Linked DNA regions of Danio rerio: all the other regions are linked to region 2. A link is a contact called in public HiCAR-type data. All regions are on one chromosome and are shown on one strand. The core of a region is the stretch at or near the end of the contact, and the rest is flanking DNA. Distances in the headings are between cores, read along the strand shown. Region 1 holds the start of lrrc38b (leucine rich repeat containing 38b). Region 2 holds the start of ephb2b (eph receptor B2b). Region 3 overlaps ephb2b (eph receptor B2b).

What was found. HiCAR-type assays count read pairs that join an accessible place to other places.
Region 1: a contact with region 2 is called in a HiCAR-type map of caudal fin, with 6 times the contacts expected there. The contact joins the promoter of lrrc38b here to the promoter of ephb2b in region 2. A contact is called at or near these places in 1 of 18 Hi-C or Micro-C datasets (caudal fin) and 2 of 4 datasets of contacts at active chromatin or transcription factors (caudal fin and embryo).
Region 3: a HiCAR-type map of caudal fin shows a contact between it and region 2, with 10 times the contacts expected there. The contact joins the enhancer-like site here to the promoter of ephb2b in region 2. A contact is called at or near these places in 8 of 18 Hi-C or Micro-C datasets (caudal fin, embryo, hematopoietic stem cells and 2 more) and 2 of 4 datasets of contacts at active chromatin or transcription factors (caudal fin and embryo).

The regions. Positions count from the first base shown.
Region 1 is chr11:30,543,159-30,546,036 of GRCz12tu, reverse strand. It overlaps lrrc38b (leucine rich repeat containing 38b), which reads right to left and starts at 1,398. Exons shown (of 7, transcript XM_073916822.1): 1 at 1,135-1,398.
Region 2 is chr11:30,317,772-30,320,915 of GRCz12tu, reverse strand. ephb2b (eph receptor B2b) reads right to left here and starts at 1,540. Exons shown (of 17, transcript NM_001327743.1): 1 at 1,372-1,540. The coding sequence starts at 1,426.
Region 3 is chr11:30,524,361-30,527,520 of GRCz12tu, reverse strand. ephb2b (eph receptor B2b) reads right to left here. Exons shown (of 17, transcript NM_001327743.1): 16 at 2,655-3,160; 17 at 1,292-2,622. Among named protein-coding and RNA genes, the nearest start is that of lrrc38b, 19 kb to the left of the region's middle. Within about 2 kb of position 1,615, at least 4 of the 62 cell types and tissues checked have an H3K27ac peak or open chromatin away from gene starts, as enhancers often do.

The sequences.
Region 1 (2,878 bases), core at 149-2,648, 230 kb before region 2:
TCAGTTGGCATTTCTGTGTGGCGTTGTTTGCATGTTTTCCCTGTGTTCATGTGGGTTTGCGGCTGGTGTGCGTGTGTAAATGTAAGAGTGTATGGGTGTTTCCCAGTGTTGGGTTGCGGCTGGAAGGGCATTCGCTGTGTAAAACATATGCTGGATAAGTTGGCAGTTCATTCTGCTGTGGCAACCCCTGATTAATAAAGGGACTAAGCTGAAAAGAAAAAGAATGAATGATACATGAAAATACTTACATGCACATTATTTGATATTTATTTTTAAGCATGATGCTTACTATGCATATGCATGCTATAAAAACTTTGGGTTTTCATTTTAAAATATACTTCAGTCACTTTTATAGCTGCTTTACTGAACTAAACAGAAAAATAAAAGAATCAATTTGTCCATCTTTGTTTCTCTCTCTTTAAATCTGTCAAGCATTATAACAGAGAGATTTCAAAACAGTCTATATTTTACCTGTCCAGCCAAATAAAATAATATAAATAATGTTGTGCCCCAGGCGTCACGGTGGTGCAGTGGGTAACACGATTGCCTCACAGCAAAAAGGCCGCTGGTTTGAGCCTTGGCTGGTTCAGTTGGCATTTCTGTTTCACCCCGTGTTTGTGTGGGTTTCTTCTGGGTGCTCCGGTTTCCCACACAAGTCCAAAGACATATGGTTCAGGTGAATTGGGTAAGCTAAATTGGCCGTACTGTGTGTATGTGGATGAGTGTGTATAGATGTTTCCCAGTGATGGATTGCAGCTGGAAGGGCATCCACTGCATAAAACAAATGCTGGATAATTTGGTGGTTCATTCCGCGGTGGTGACCCCTGATTAATAAAGGGACTAAGCCAAAAAGAAAATGAATGAATGTTGAAGGCTTAGCAAAAGAGCCTACATGCTATCTGATAGTGTGTGGTTTATTTTGACCAACAGATGGCGCTGCTGCTCAATATACGGTTTCCAATTCATTTTATTCAAGTAGGCCAATAAAATGTTTTGAGTGTTGATGGTTAGCACGACGCGTCAAGCTTAGATTAGAAATCACATATTAAAAATATATACGTAACAAACAAATATTCACAAACAGAACGCAAATAAACCCGTCGCGCTCTTTTAATCAGCCCAGATGTAACTTACTCACAAATCATCACAAGATGGCGACAGAGTCCTTTTGTCATGTCACGTTTTTGCTCTCGGTTTCTTTTTCTTTTTCAGAGAGACAGATGGCATAACGAAAACAGTTTGGTGTTAGAGAAGTCTGTAATGAAGCTGCAGGGCACTTGTGCTGTGAGAACATCAGAAACGCGTCAAAGACCGCACGAGTCAGTCGCTTTGTTTGGATTTTTTGTTCGGCGAGTGTGCGCATGTTGAAGTTCCCGACGCCCCAGAGTTCACAGTGTTAAGTAGGTCAAACCCAGCAGGTCAGACGTGACGCGTTCGCCTCTAGAGGAGAATATCGTTCAGTCATTCTGCAGTTCACGGAGTTAAATAGGTCAGTCGCAGCAGGTCACATATACAAGCATGTCGAGCGTGGACAAATGTGTTCTCTGAAGTGTGCTGAGTGTTTCTGTGTCCTGTAACTTATTAAAAAATTATTTTCATACCGCCATAGTGCAATTAAATTAGATGCGGGTTAAGGGTTGTCACATAGCCTTAAATGTATTCATCGTTTTATTATTAGAGCAATTCCGTGCAAATGTCATCCTTGCTATGAATTTTTTTTTTCACAAAAATACGGAAACAGTTTCTGTTTTTTTTTTTTTTTTTTTTTGTGTAAGCAGGTATTTTACAATAGAAATACTCAAAATGCATTTGGCAATGTTTTCAAACTATATTTGATTTACCAAGTCACACAAGTGGCAATTTTACATCTGTCACATCCATAACGCAGATGTCACATCCATAACGTCACTTTTTTAAAATTTAGAAATGTGAAAATATTAAATAAAATAAAACCAATCATTTTAGCTTAATAGAGAGCCAACTTGTATCCTTTAGCATTGTTTGGGTTGTGCAGTTTAATTCACAGAATTTCTACAAAGTATGTATACTGTAATCTCGTTGACTTTTCTGTCACATAACGCATGCTTATTTTCCACATTACAAAGCATGTTTACAGAAAAATATTTTTCTGGTCTCTTAACTGTGGTGAGTTTTTCTGGAAAATATAAACAAAATTTTCAATGTAAGTCGCCATGCTTTTATGCGAATTTATGTTTTGAGTTTTCACTGCAAATATCACATCCATAACGCTGGAATTGCTCATTATTATTATTATTATTATTTTATTATTATTATTATTTATATGAGCAATTCCACGCCAATGCTAACAATTCCATGAAAAAAATAAAGTTTTCACCAAAATAGTGAAACCCTTTCTAGTTTTTTTTTGCATGGGTTTGTATTTTTCAGTAGCCTACTAGAAAAAAATATGTAACAAATGTATCTGCCGTTGTTTTCAAACAATTATATTTGATTTACCAAAGTCACACAAGTGCCAATTGCACATTTGTCACATCTAGAACAGAGAGATGTCACATCCATAACGAAGATTTTCCCTCATAAATGCAAACATGTCAAATCAATCATGTTTGTTCTGCAGTGAGCCAACTCGATTAGCATTTCGAACTTGCGATTAGCATTATTTTTGTGGGTTGTGCAGTTTAATTCACAGAATTTCTACAAAGTATGTTGTATGCTGCAAACTCACATACTTTTTTGGTCACATCCATAATTCATGAGTATTTATTTTCCTCATTTAAAAAATGTTTTAAGGCCCATAGCCAGCCTGGTGAAAGGGCTGGGTCTTTTTTTCTCAAAAAGTGGGCCTTTTTGCAGTTATTCGCCTTAAATACCACATTTAAAGCACTTGTTTTAGCTG
Region 2 (3,144 bases), core at 291-2,790:
TATTAAACGCTCAGGCGTCCTCTAATTTTTGAATTATAATTACTGTACATGTTAATTATTATTAAATGTCTGTGCACATTTTAATTTAAATTAAATTTGGCACTGAGAATTCTTTAACATTTTAGGCAAGTCTGACGAAATAATTAAATAAACATTTGCCCTTTATTAAAGTTACATGATTAGTCAAATTAATAGTCTAGAACTATCTGAAATTGAAAAGCCAGTCATGTTATTATAAGTTTTTAAAATTACTTTCTGAAGAAGTTAAGTTGTTTTGTTCTTTCACAAAATATTTATTAGCAACAAAAACTGTCATGCAGTACTGTCGAATAAGCCCCTAATTTAATTCAAATACAGTAGTTCCTCAGTACACAAACTTGTTGCTTTTATTATTATTATTTAATTGTTTTTAACTACATTACAGCTGTCAGTTACATTGCGTTTTGACCATATTAAATATTATAAAACCGTTTATCAAATAAATAAATAAATAAATATAATTTCATCCTTTAAAAAATCCAGCCTAAAAGTACATAATTGAGTATGCCTATAGTCATCCATTACATGACAATAAACTCAAGTATCATTAAACTTGAGAACTAAAGCCACAAGAGGATCCTGTAATACCAGCAATGCCTACTTAAAATTCATTGAGCATAATTCACTGGACACAGATATTTCAAACTGCCGGGGACTGAAAGCGTGGTCAGTAAATGAGAATAAAGGACTGTATTTGGTTGTTTTGCAATTGTGTGCTCACTGGGAACCTGTTTCATTGTCCAACATGCTGAGTCCAGCATCACCATTTCTACTGGGAAACCGGCTACACACAAGCTGAAAACAACACGCGAATCTGTTACGGGGTAAATAATATTGATGGAGTAAAATAAATAATGTTAATATACATATGAAGGTCCTTGGAGTTTATTAGTCCACCTCTGAAATGATTGTACGAATAAAGGGGCGCGAATCTCGTGCACGGCTCGCGCTCGCACACGTATACGCGCGTGGGGACAAAATAACAGTTTTAATGCTTCTATTTCACAATAAAAGTCGACAAATGTATTTTTTATACAGCACATGTTATGAATAAACTAATGCTGGTCACTAAAATGCGTTTCCTACGCCACCTGTGATGAATTTACTATATATTGTGCCTGACAGAGCAAGCCCTATCAAAAGAACACGTCCCTGTCAACGTAGAAAAATGTCACATTTGCCCCAGTATCAAGCCACATTCGTTAATAAGCAAAAAAATGGTTTCGTATCTTATTTCTTGGATGCCGTTCAAAACTAACGTGCCGTGACGGTAAACTCTCAGGCTGTCGGCAAGATGCTGGACTCGCAAAACACGGGGAAGAAACATCTTACCTTCAATAGCCAGGACTGATGGTAGTGTCCATAAAATCCATAGGATATCCATCATTGGTTTCTTAAGGATGAAATTATATGAAGTCCAGACATTCAAATAAAATGAGCCCTGAAAGCCATTGATATCAGACGCTGGCGCAGACCGGCAGACTTTCACCTTCCGTTGAATGAATACGATGCCATAAACACACAACTAAAATCCTGAGCGAGTATGGACGAGACCAAATGAGTCAGACGAGGGGAGGGTGGTGGTTGGGAGCACCGCGTGAGATCCACCAGAGGAAGAATGTGCATGAGAAACGTCCTATTACCAACAAGAATAAACACAGTAAAGATAATTTCGTTGATTAAAATTGACCCGAGCAGATTTCCGTCGTATATACAATAAAAAGGTTCGGACAACCAACCCGAAAGCGCACATTTCTTCTGTCCCACCTGTCAATCAAAGCTAGAGCGTAACTATTCAGCCTTATCTGCGGATGCTCGAGTGAAAAATTGGTACTATTGGAAAAGCATGGAGGTGTGAATTAAGACTCGTAGATGAAATGTGTACAGTTATGGAAAATATGTTTGTTATAGTAGTTCTTGTAATCATGGAATTGTATGTCGGCTCGTTTTTTTCGGTCTCCCACCTTCTTCAAAAAAAGTAAAGGTAAGAAGGTTTTTAAAATTGCCGTGAGCGAGAAAACAAAACTAACGTCAACAAGCGCATAAAAGTGAGTATTTTCATATTGTATAATGATTTCTAACGTATTTATTGCATTGCTTTAAATAATATATGAAACATATCCTATAAGTAAATAAAAGTATTTTTAAATGAAGAATAATAATGCTATGCTTTTGTCTCTCATTGTATGTAACTTAGTTTAGAGACACAGATGTTTTATTTGTACACACTGAAGTTAAATCAATGAGAGCAGAATGAGATTCAATGTCTGTGGCAGCTGTGACACTCACTAGGCCTCATTTGCAATTTTAACAATGCGTCCAAGGACTAACAATATTTTGAATGAATTTGTGCATGTGCCTGTAACAGCTCGTGTAAAGCAAATATAAGCAAAGCTATTCTATTGTATAAGCAAAGCTATTCTGTCCCCTACAGCTATTAGCCTTACTTATATTTGTATTACAAATAGTACGCTAGTTCACAACAAATTAATAAAAAAAAAAAAATCTGACCCACAGATGAGCATAAAAACATACAAATATTTAGTATGATAGCAGCCTTTCATCTTTGTTTAATATTTTTGCACGAATTTAAATTGTCACTATAATTCAAATCCTTTCTTTTCAGCTCCAGAGTGCAAAAATAACGAACCTTGAAACCTTGAATGAATAATATTACTTTCCAATTGCTTATTCCAAGGAAAATAGTTTATTGGCAAGAAATGGAGATTATTACTTGTAATGCGAATATAGCAGGATCATGGCACCTGTTCTGACTTTAATACTCGCTATACCTAGCTTAAAATTGTAACTATTTTCAATTTAACTATTTGAAACAAAATAGCAGACTTTGTGAAGAAAGACAGACCTGCTGTATTTTTATCCCTCTCTACAGCTCGGTTGGCTCTTGCTTGAAAATCTTTCAAAAGTCTGGACCTATAGAGTTACCTGATCCCAGCTGGTTGTACTACACATAGCTATGTGCTATAATACATCTTTATACAGAATGTCCGGCTCAAGTGGTGTGTGGAGTCTGTTAAATAAAGTTACAGACACAGAGAAAAACAAAGGTCAATATAACGCAAACACTGCTCAGCATAATTGAGT
Region 3 (3,160 bases), core at 366-2,865, 210 kb before region 2:
TATTTATTGGCATTTTAATTTGAATGTTATATTACAATATTACAAATATTACATTTAGTCGTATATTATTTTAATTCATATTTATTATTAATTATTTCTTAATTGTTTTGTTAGTGTAAATCAATGTTTACAAATGCTGTTGGCTGACATTTTGTAATTCAAAGCTTCACCTGTGACATTACAAACAAACTTCAAAAATAATGGATCAGAAACCAATAAAGTGGCAAAATCAATGTAAAATTCTTTAAAAATATATATAACTTGTAAAATTCTGATGCTTTTTAAATATTTTTTAAAGTTTTAAAAAATGTGTTTAAGTGTATACGTAGTCTTGTCCCTAGGATAGTCTGTGAGTTCATACATAAGTTCAGCAGTGATGGGAAAAAGACTAGAGGGGCAATAAATGGGAACTGTAGAATCCACAGATGCAGAACCACTGTGGGTCAGTCATCCGTTTCAGTGAAAGGTTCACATCTATGGATTGCCATGCCTGTTGTTTTAAAGTTACAAACAAAATTCTGTTTTTTTTCTGTAAAGCTGAAAGAATGGTTGAAATCTTTACAGCAATGTGAACATTACATATTATTCAAACAGCTTGGTCAGGTTACATTTCTCTTTAGTATGCAGATTGAATTACATTTTCTATTTGTGGCCCTGTTTTTACTGTTATGTGCTTGTTGTACTGTTTTTATTTGTTGACTTGTTTTTAATTTAATTTAAGTTTTTTATTCAAAGCCTAACCAGGGACGAGGGATGCAAATTATCCTTATGCTATAAGCCCTGTACGTGGCATTGGTTGTCTTTGTATAACAATCTCAAATGTGTTGTCCCTGTTAAACAAACAACAAATAAATAAATAAACTATTACTATTTTTTTTTTTTTTTTTTACGTTAGATTCATTGTACATTGTTACTTTTTATTCAGTTGTTTTTGGGGGTTGAGGTAGTTGTTTTTGGGGTTAATGGGACGAGAGAAATGTGCAAGTGGCAATTAAAATAATGCATCGAACGCTGTCAATTATCCATTTTGTCAACAAACAAAATTAAAATATCAAACCTACAGAAGAAAGCTTGCTATAAAAAACTAGCTCAGTTAATTTTATTTTAGCTTACTTGCAGTTTTTAGCTTACTAGTTTCATGTAAATGTTTTAAAATCAATAGACGGAAAGCTAAAATGTGATCCTAATTGTGTGCGCGCACACACACACACACACACACACACACACACACACACACACACACACACACACACACACACACACACACACACACACAAAACAGGACATTGTATAACAGATCTCATTTCATTTTTTAATGAGGAGAGTCAAGTTGGGCTTTTTTTTCTCATTTTTAGAAAATAAACCAATAACAATATTACAAATAATGAAATTGTTACATCATTCACAGGGTTACAGTCAAATGTACATTTTATACAGCGAAACAGGACCTCCCATCTCCATCACAGTGGTCCAGGTGGGCAGTGCTCTATTTGGGCAAGAGAGAGAGAGAGAGAGAGAGAGAGAGAGAGAGAGAGGTCTGCTGCCCTGTAATGAAAAGCAGGGCTGAGAGACATGCGGAAGAACACACTACTGCCTTCCTAACAGCAGAGGGAGCTGCGGCCCTACAGCCACTACAGCTCTGCTCGGGGAGCCATTTTCTCTCCCAACAACTTCCCACCATATTTGGAGGATGCAGGCAGAAATATGGACCAATGAGAGGGAGCCAGAGCCAGCTTGTATTTACGTTCACAGTCACACATAATCATCATAATAACGGTTTTGCATTGGTATTATGCTTCGGCGGTAGCTGCGAGCATATGCTGTTCACAGCTTGCTGTCACCCAGCTTTCAACAAAAAGCTTTAAATGGTGCACGGTCACGTTTTTGCTCGCCAGAAAGAACATTTGCAGTTCGCATGTCCACATAACGGCAGCTTATTGGTCATTTTCACAAGAAATAGAAATTCCTATGTGCCATCTTTCCCAGCACTGTGTTGTGGTAGAAAGCTTGCATTTAAGGTGGTAATCCATGTGAAAAAAATAACAGAAGTGCTTAAATCACTCAGCGTGACATTCTTTCACACTCTCAAGGCCACGTCTCATTTGTCTGTGGTCTACGAAGTGTTCTGTTAAACGACAAATGAGAGACAGAGGCGTATGAAGTAATTAGTCCCCTACTGAGAAACAAACTTGAACGGTGGGAAAAAAAGTGAATTACATTAGATGAATCAGATGAAATAGTCCAATATAAATACAGCTTTAATGTGTAGCAAATGTCAAGCGTGTCAGAATCTTTCAACGTATCAATATCTTAAAACAGAAAGGCTCATTGGCTGCTAATGTTCCTTCGGATCTCTCGATGCAAAGTACCAGAAAGTCGGTGCCAAACAGCGAGAGAAAAACCTCTTTTTATTTTTCTGATATAACACATTTCACTGGAAGGAAAAGAAGTCGGGGATCAGGGATACAGGATATCCCTTCAGCACTGGATTTCATTCAAAGCTCTGTTAATCCTGAACTTTTAGGCAGATTTAAAGCATGCCATAACTTGTGGGTCGTACCTCTAAATATTGCTACTGCCATGAATTTATTTGTGTGTGTGTGTGTGTGTGTGTGTGTGTGTATGCGTGTGTGTGTGTGTGTGTGTGTGTGTGTGTGGATCCTGCAGTTTTCGGTGACAAAGATTGTCCTAGGAGGGTGAAGGAGAAAGCGGTGTTATTCTGAGGAAGACGAGGGATTCAAGACCTTAGTCTCACAGTGCAGCAGTGACACTGAGACGCCATTAAATATTGAGAGGATGTGTGCTGGACAGACAGGTAAAGATGGCTGCTGGCACCACCACTGGTATGCGTTTTTATGTGAGAACATCCTTCACTCTAAATCTGTCTCTCACCTCCCTGAATCACCTCTCGTCCTAACCAGCAGCTCAATGTGACCAAGTTGTAATGTATTGCATTAACTGCAAACAGATAATATGCTAATTAAATGTTATTAGACAGCGTGTATAGATTGTTATGAATGTTAAAAAATAGTTTATTTACTTATGAGAGGCTTTTAAAATGGGACTAGGGCTGGGTGATTTGGCCTAAAATCTAAATATTTTGACTTGATTATGATTAATGAATGATTATTATTTATTTATTTTGTTTGTTTCCCCTCAT